Regions from separate parts of the Mus musculus genome. Here region 2 is linked to region 1. The links are chromatin contacts, called in public HiChIP or PLAC-seq maps. All regions are on one chromosome and are shown on one strand. The core of a region is the stretch at or near the end of the contact, and the rest is flanking DNA. Distances in the headings are between cores, read along the strand shown.

Region 1 (4,490 bases), core at 1,365-3,864:
AGGAGCTGATCGCTTCGAAGCCTTCCTGACCCCAGCTTAGCTATTTTGGAAAAGTGAGTCCCTGCTCAGTGGTTCTCAAGTCTTACCAGGCACTGGAATCACTGGGAAGGCTCCCTGAGACTCAAGACTCTCTACCCAAGGCGCTGTTGAGTAGACGATGGAAAAGTCCGAGTTTGTATCAAGTGCCCACGTGGTACTAATGCTTGTGGACTAGACATTTCACTCTGAGAGCAATCAGTATAAAGCTTTGATCCCGAGGCTGAGTATTTAATACGACATTTATCTCTAAGTCGTTATTGGCTCCTTAATAGCTATCTGCCTCTTTTCCTGCAGTAATATCCAGTCAGCTGGGAGCACACAGCCAACCAAAAGAGAAACGAAAATTGTTAGCTCCCTTCCAGCTGGGTGTGACATGTGACATTATCATTGATGGGATGTTTATGAGCAGTTGTAACACATGCCACCTTCAGACTGTGGTCTTGAAGAAAGGCAGGCTCTTCCCCACTGTGGAATGGAAAAGGCAGGCAGCCAAGTGCTCTGATGATTCAGTAAAATAGATTCCTTCAGACATCTTGAACTCAATTATGGAAAAAAATCAAACTCTTCTCATTATTTAAGCCTCTGCTGTTTTGGATGTCTGTCCACCACAGCCAGATCTAGATCCTGACTGAAACAAGACAGACATCCGCAAAAATGTAAGAGTAGGGGAGATAGACAAGCTAAAAGAAGCAAAAGAAAGACGACTGAAACCTTATTAGCCTCCTAGTATGTAGCAAAGACTAATCTAGGGAGCTAGATGTCTCAACAACCATCTTTAGTTGGTTTGGCTAGGATTTAGCATTGCCAAAAGTCATTTAGCTGTTTCTAAAGAGTTCATTTCAATTTACAATTATAGAAAATGTTCCCTAGTCATTTTCCACCCTAAATTATACCTATAATCTTCTTATGCTGGATTGTTAACTGATACACAATTATGTTTCTAGAAGGAGACTAGAATCCCAGCAGATGATTTAAAATAAAGTTAAGTGGATGTAATTTGTGTTTATTTTTGTCTTATTGAAACCAAATACTATAGAATTGCAATGTCAGTTTGACTGTGATGGTTTGAGGTAAGTAAATGGAGTTGTCCTTTGAAGAGTCTCTCTGAGGATAATATATAGGGCGAAGACCAGAATTGGCCAGGAGGAAAGGAGGGGCAGGGCTGTGCCTTACCACCATCACATGCCGTTTGCACTTTCATCCATGTCTCCTTCCAGAATCACAGATCCTGCACTGATTTCTGAAAACATTAAGTTTCAAATCAGAAGAATTCATTCCTATCGAAACACCTCACTTCTGGTAAACTATACACAGAGAATCTCACTACTGGTCCATTATACATAGAACATCTCACTGGTGGTCCACTATATGCAGAGCATCTCACTGATGGTCCATTATACACAGAGCATCTCACTGGTGGTCCACTATATGCAGAGCATCTAACTGATGGTCAACTATACAAACAGAAGCTCCTATGTCTTGCAGCATTGATGAGTTCATAAAGCACTTTGCAGAGCGCTGTTGTGTGAGCTTCCTGCTACTGTGACAAACACTAAGGCAAATCAACTTTAGGAGGGAAGGGTTTTTTTGGCTCATGATCCAAATGGTTCCTTATTTTGGGGCCTGAGGGGAGAGAGACTCATATGTCAAAGTGCATGGTGGAGGTAGCTGCTCTTTTCTTGGTATCCAGTCCCAGTATTCCCTTTAAGGACATACCCTATGTGATTTAACTACCCTCCCAATGGGCCACGTCTCTTAAAATGGTCTACTGTCACCCAGTAGGACCAAATGCTGGAAACTAAACTTTTAAGACACTGCCTTCAGGCAACATATCTATAATAGTTACTTTATCCTAATTGAGAAGAGTCCAGGTATTTTTTCCTTCTTAAATACATTTCTGGTTTTTATAACTCATAACATCATGAAATTGCTGACAGTGTTACATAGAGGTTTTACACCAATAAATTTGTTCCCAAAAATCCCTGGCCAGGCCCCCTTACTCTACGCGGCTCACTTGGAGTGCTTCAACTTAAGAGTGGTGGTTAGTTAGATCCAGACTGCAAACATTGGGTGAACTGTCTTCTGGTATTTCTCCCTATCTTCAGACTCCAGAACAGTACCTGATATAGATCTTGCTCACTAAAGATAGAAATAATCAACGAATATAATGTACATGAAAGCAAGTATTGTTGGCATTGAGATAAACACAGTGACGTCCTAATGTCCCACAATGCAACACGCCTGATGGAGGCGTGTAAAGCCAGCGGGAAAGGATCCCACCTTTCCTTTGTAATTAAGTCTTTGGCAGAGCTGCACCATGATTAAAGGTGAGCACATATGTGGCTGGCATTCAGTTTCATGGAGTCATTAGGAAGCAAGTGCTTATTTATAAAAAGCCACCGACAATACCTACAGTGTGACAGAACATGCATGCTAATTAGACTTTGCAAGAAGTACACAGAAAATATATTTAAGCCAATACATTAACTAAGCAGCCTTCAGATCACTTTGAAATTTCTGCAAGGGTGTCTCTTGCAACACCCCCTGTGATTTCATCAGATTCCAACTGCAACTTTCAAATTACTGTGTGACCGCAGACCTCCCTAAAGTCTGATGTCACAGATGACAGATAATTTCACTATCCTGTTAGGAATGTCTGTCTAAGAAACTAAAAATAATGTGTTCTCTTCCACCTTGGAAAGGATGATGAGACAATGTCCTCCCAGATAATAATCATTCTTTTTTTGAATATCTAAATCTGTCTTTTTAAGATACAAAGAAAATAAAAAGGGAAGAAGGAGATGTAACAGGGATGCAGGAAAGAGAGGGAAGTTTGGGGCACATGCCCAGAGAGAAGAGACTACCCTCTGTGGATTTCTCAGGAAGATCAGAGGTGGGCAGGAGAGTGCTGCCAAGAAACACCTTTCAGGGGCCTGCAATTATACTGTTTTTACCTGTCTGTCTGTCTATCTATCTATCTATTTTATTAGTTGAGACAGTCTCATTATGATGCCCTAATTGGCCTGGTACTTGGTATACAGACCAGGCTGATCTTGAATTTGTGGTAATCCTCTTGCCTCTGCCTCCAGAATGCTGGTATTGCATGTACATACCACCGCACACAGATATGCTATTATTCAAAATATAAGATTCCCAAAGGAACACTGATAAAAGCTTTAGAAGTTTCAGGTTGTATCTATGTACTTAAGAGTGTGTGTCCAGGTGTGTATGTATGTGTGTGAATATGAGTGTATGTGTATGAGTGTGTGTATATATGTGTGTGTATGTTTGTGAGTGTGTGTGTATGTGTGAGTGTGTATATATGTATGAGTGTGTGTGTTTGTGAGTGTGTGTATACATGTGTGAGTATGTATATGAATGAATGAGTGTATATGTGTGAGTGTATATGTTTGTGAGTGTGTGTGTGAATGTGTGTATGTGTGTGAGTGTGTATATACATGTGAGTGTGTATATGTTTGTGAGTGTGTGTGTGAATGTATGAATGTGTGTGAGTGTGTGTGTGTATATATATATATGTATATGTATATGTATATGTATATATATATATATATATGAGTGTGTATACATTTGTGAGTGTGTGTGTGAATGTGTATATGTGTGTGAGCGTGTGTATATGTGTGAGTGTGTATAAATGTATGAATGTGTGTATGTTTGTGAGTGTGTGAGCATTTGTGTGTGTGTGAGGATGTATATATATGTGAGCATGTATTTGTGTGTGTGTGTGTGTGTGTATACACACGTGCTAATTAGAAGGAACTTTTGCTGTCACTCCCCCCGCCCCTCACTCAGGTCATCAGACTTGCATGACTTACCTTCTGAATCATTTGCTGGCCCATGTTTGAGTTTGTTTGTTTGTCTGTTGTTTTGTTTTTGTTTTGAGATATGATTTTTCTGGGTAGCCTATGCTAGTCTCAAACTGATAATCCTCCTGAGTGCTGGGATTCCAGGCATGTACCACCACACACAGCAGGAAGGCTTTCATTTTTTAAATTTGTTTGTGTTATTTTTATTTCTGTATTTGGATGTGTGCCTGTGTGAGAGTGTGCACAGGTGAGCACAGCTGTCCAAGGGAAGAGGTGAGAGTTGTCGGCGGGTCCCCTCAGCTGGAGTTACAGGTGGTTGTGACTGCCTCTGGCGGGTGCTGGGAATCAAACTCTGCTCTTCTGCAAGAGCTACCCTTGCAGTTTATCACTGAGCTACGACTCCAGTCCCTGAAAGATTTTTAAAAAGGTTTCTTAATAAAGAAATTCACGTTTGTGCAGAGACGAGGCAGCTCTTATGCCTGTTACTTTAGACTTCAGCAGCATGTCCTGCAAAGCTCACTGGGTTCCAGGAAGATGGGAAACAAGAGACCTAATTACCGGATGCTTTAAGAAATAATACTCCAGTAATTTTTTTTATTTGTCAAGTTGATTGCAAGCAATAAAAAG
Region 2 (4,264 bases), core at 336-2,835, 45 kb after region 1:
ATCTTCTTGTGGAGACAGAATCCCTTTAAAGCTATCCGGAGGAAGAGTTGTGGGGTTTTCCTGTTTTTTTGTTTTTATTTATTTTTTTCAAAAGTAAGTAAAGAGAAAAAAACAGAACAGAGTCTTGCTGGGAGTTGGTTAATTTGTCATTTAATCATTTTGCCTCTTATTGGTCCACTAATTACGTGAAGAAGCTATTATGCTGCAGATGCCAAAAATGAGACTCCTCTCAAAGAAATTATTAACAATGGAGTGACTTAGTACCATCTGCTCCAGGTTTCAGGAAGAGATCGGACATGGAATTCCTCAGTGTCACCTTCTCTTGTCCTCAGTTTCCTCGTCCATCACATGAGGATCATTTACTGAATAGCAGCAAATTTCTCAAAAGAGCACTGCGGAAAAGACAAAGAAAAAAAAGTCAGCAAAAGAGACTGGTATTTTTAAACTACAGGGGAAATGTACTGAGCAGGAAAGATAACACAGACCTTGAGCGCCTAAGGAAGCCAAGGCTGCTTCGCTTAAACTTACTTCTTAGAAGATTAGATTTGCTGAGGGGGAGGGATGAGTTTCTTACCAAAATCATTAAAGAAAATGATTCTGAACATGTCTTAAAACAGAGTTCTCAGTAAACAGGAATTGCCTATAAAGAAAATCAGGAAGGCAAAATGTTTCTTTTTATGAAGTTACATCCTGCCATAGAAAAGCTGAATCGGAAATAAAGACTGCAGACCAACCCGGCTATTATTTCGTCAAGGAAAATCTGAGCAAAAAGCTCAGCTCAGCCACCAGCGAAAACAAGAAAACCAAGAGAAGTTTGAATGCCCCAAGGAGCCAGACGAGCAATGGCCACTGGTAAACAGCTAGGGAAAAGCACAAGCAATCTCTACTGGGTGGTTTTGGGACTCTTTGTTGCAGGCCCCTTGAATTTCAGTCATACTTCTCTTTCACTTTTCCTGGGGTAGGTGTGGGGGGGGGGGCGGGGAGCATATTTGGGTACCCAAGAAAATGAGACTAACAAGTCATTAATTTCTTACTATTTGTTGTGCGTTTGCTGGTCCTAGCTTTCCCAGTTTCTGCAATGGTACTTCTCTACTTTGCTCCTCACTTCCCTAATTTGCCATCGCCATTCTTAACACCTTTCCATTTTATCCTCCCACTCTCAAAGGCGAGGCTATCTCTTTGGAGAAATAGGTTCCCATGGCTGTGAGGCTGGAGTGGCAGGTGCCAGTCTCCACTGGCAAAGTGGAAAGCAGCTCATTCCCTGCGCACTCTCCTGCCCACCTCACCAACTCGCAACTCCACACGATCCTCAGACACACAACTCTTCCTTCTCCGCCAACCTCGCATCCTCTCACACACCCTGTGGCCGTGCGCACCGCAGGCTGCCCGCCACCACTGTAAAGCTCAACCCACTCGGCGGCCCCACCCATGGCCGTCCCGCCTCCGACGCATTCACCAATGGCTGCCGGCGCTCAGCCCTCAGCGGGCCCTTTGATAGGGCAGAAAGACCTGACAGTCTCAGGGCGTGTCCCGCCCCCTCTCGAACCCCTCGGGATCCGGAGCAGCCCGAGCATCAGCGAGAGTAGCTGCGAGAAGCCGCGGCGGTGGCGGCGGCGCGTCGGTGCAGTTGCGCCATCTGTCAGGAGCGCAGCCGGCGGGGAGGGGGCTCCGCAGAGAGGAGGAGGGGTCGCCGTGCGCCGGGCCTCCGAGACCCGCCCGCTGGTCAAGAGCTCAGCGAGGCCGCCTCTAGCCGGAGCGTTTCGAGGACTCCCCGGGCACACACAAAGCCGCCACCCGCGCCAGGGAGGGACCGGGCTGCCGGGCCGGGGACACCGGCGCCGCCCCCTCGGCGCTTCGCGAGGCCCACGAGCTCCTGGGCCCCGCCGCGGAGCCGCGGGAGCCGCCTGGGCCGCGCCGGAGGAGGGCGGGGAGAGGACCATGTGAATGTGCTCCGGAGCTGAGCGCCAAGCCAAGCAGGTAAGCGACAGGGGATGCGCGGAGCCTCGGGATGCTGCGGAGACGCCCGGCCCAGCGCCCCCGCACGGGCTGCTCCCGCTGCGGTCCCGCCGCGCAGCCTCCAGGGCGCCCCGCGACGCAGGACACTGATGCGGGGTGCCGCCCCGAGGCTGCGCAGGCACCGGGGTGTCTTTCCTCGGCCGCCGGCGGGTGCCGGGTGGAAAATAGGAATTGGCTTGGGGGTGAGGTTGGCCCAGCTCCGCCCCCGCCCTCCTTTCGCGGCCCCCCGCGGGGACCAGGGCTGTGTGTGTTGTTTTAATGTCAGGGATGATGTAATCACTTAATAATTGATGCCCCGTGCTGCTTTCCTCCCCACCCAACCCCTGCCCCACTCCTCCACCTCTCGGCTTCCTCCCTCGGTGGCCCTTGCCGTTCCCCAGCGCATCCTCCTGCCTATTTCTGGAACCTCCCTTGCACTTCCCCCACCCTCCCCTTCACCCTTCCTGTGCTACCACCCACCCACCCTTCCCCTTTCCCCTGTGTCTGGCCTTGCCTCCTCTTCCTCTGTCCCCCCACCCCTTTTGCTCTCTCAAGCTTATTTCTCCTCCCTTCTCGACACGCTGGATTTCCTCCCTACTTCCCTAGGTCGGTAGACGGTTTTGTTTGGTCTCCTCTAGGCTCTCTTATCTTTGAGGCCACAGGGACTGACTGAGCTAGAAAGAGGCCACCAAGCTTGGGCCCAGGAGGCGTTTGCTGGGACTCACTGGGAGGAGGGATAATAAAATCACCCGTTTTGCCCCTCCTTCCTCTAATAAATCAGACTCATTCTGTGTGTGTGTGTGTGTGAGTGTGTGTGTGACACAAAGAGCCCTTTCAGTTCATAGAGGAGAGACACATAAAGTACCCAGGGCACCATGCTTCTTGTGTCTCATCCCTGGGGCGTCCCTTTCTTTCTGGTGAAGCAGTTGATCTCTTAGTCTTTTCTGCCACACTTACCAAAAAATGAAGGCTCCCGGATCCCGGGTGGCAGGTGCAGGCATTTAGCTGTGTTTACAGACTGGTAGCATTGAGTGGCAACTGCAGTTTTCTCTATTTAAGGTGGTGGTGGGGGGGATTATTTCAGCTGTTTTAGGAGTTGCTATACTTTCAAGGAACCTTCCCCTATCCCTCATTTCCCCCCTTTTCTTCTTGGGGGATAGTTACTGATACCTGAGACAGGATAAATTGATGAGGGATCAGAAGAATTTTGTGTCTGAGTCAGAATCAAACTGTTTAACACGAGTGAGGCAGCCTGACTGGATTCCCTAAAGTCCAAGGCCTCTTTGCTGAGTGAAGTCTTTTGAAATGTGCTCTGGTCTGCCCAGCAATGCTGCCTAGCCCTTTTATTTAAGAAACTGGGGCCATGGATAGCAAGCACTTGGGCTGGCGTTTGGAAGACCCTGGAGGTGTACCACTTGTCTGCTTCAAGGTTGACTTTGGAAGCTCACATCCGGCCTCTCACCCTTTGTGCTCAGTCTCCCTGTCTGGCTCTACCCAGTGAGTACCACACATTCAGACTTGGAGGAAGTGGTTTCAACTCTCACACTTTGGGTCTAGTTAATTATGAACAGGGGATGTAGATGTCTGAGTTCAGAACCTATGGTGTTCCTCTGAAGGTAGAAATGTTAATGTAAGTCTCAGGCTTAGTTTGTCAAAACTTAGGTCTGATCTGCTGATTCCTGGGTTGTGGGGTCTCAACTGTTGAAAGTAACGAAACTGTCCCAAGTTTACTCTTTAGCTGTTTTATCTGAAAAGAGTTGTGATCCATTAAGCTGACATCTTTTGTGGAACATATATATTTATACATATACACACACAGTAGAAGGGCTAATACTGAATGTTCTCTGAAAACAAAGGCTGGTTTGTTGGGATGCCAGACCCAGAAAGGAAAGTCAGTACACGATAAACTTGCACCGTACTGACCAAGTCAGAGGCACTTATTAATGATAAGGTTGCATGAGTGTGGGCGAACACCTCTACTTTCTGGAGGTCTGAAGTCCCCTCCCCCATCGTCTGATGTTCTTGAAGCCCAGGCCCAGCACACGTGTCAATTCTGAAGCCTTTGCCAGCTTCTCTGCTCCAGGCAAGCCACCATGTCTTCAAATTTGTCTTCCAACACCATTATCAGATTCTGTTTTTGTTTTCTGTCCATTTCTGCCATTGGGTAGAGAACCTAACCCAATGGTTTCTTGGTTTCTGTCAGGTTTTACTTTTGTTGGTATTACCTGGTAGTTCCATTTAATGAGCGACAAATGTGAATTAGATCAAC

What was found. HiChIP or PLAC-seq counts read pairs in DNA pulled down with a chosen protein or histone mark.
Region 2: a contact with region 1 is called in an H3K4me3 HiChIP or PLAC-seq map of bone marrow-derived macrophages, with 2.0 times the contacts expected there. The contact joins the promoter of Fyn here to the enhancer-like site in region 1. A contact is called at or near these places in 5 of 39 promoter capture datasets (3T3-L1-derived adipocytes, the C10 cell line, embryonic stem cells and 2 more), 11 of 484 Hi-C or Micro-C datasets (the HL-1 cell line, Th1 cells, embryonic fibroblasts and 7 more), 8 of 115 datasets of contacts at active chromatin or transcription factors (CD8 T cells, bone marrow-derived macrophages, effector CD8 T cells and 4 more) and 1 of 9 other capture datasets (adipose tissue).

The regions. Positions count from the first base shown.
Region 1 is chr10:39,321,892-39,326,381 of GRCm38.p6, forward strand. No RefSeq gene overlaps it. Among named protein-coding and RNA genes, the nearest start is that of Gm31616, 45 kb to the right of the region's middle. Within about 2 kb of position 2,615, at least 14 of the 459 cell types and tissues checked have an H3K27ac peak or open chromatin away from gene starts, as enhancers often do. A contact at or near this core is called in the HL-1 cell line and bone marrow-derived macrophages, where this site is marked.
Region 2 is chr10:39,368,214-39,372,477 of GRCm38.p6, forward strand. It overlaps Fyn (Fyn proto-oncogene), which reads left to right and starts at 1,586. Exons shown (of 14, transcript NM_001122893.1): 1 at 1,586-1,977. Gm31616 (predicted gene, 31616) reads right to left here and starts at 1,399. Exons shown (of 2, transcript NR_168583.1): 1 at 1,282-1,399; 2 at 1-392.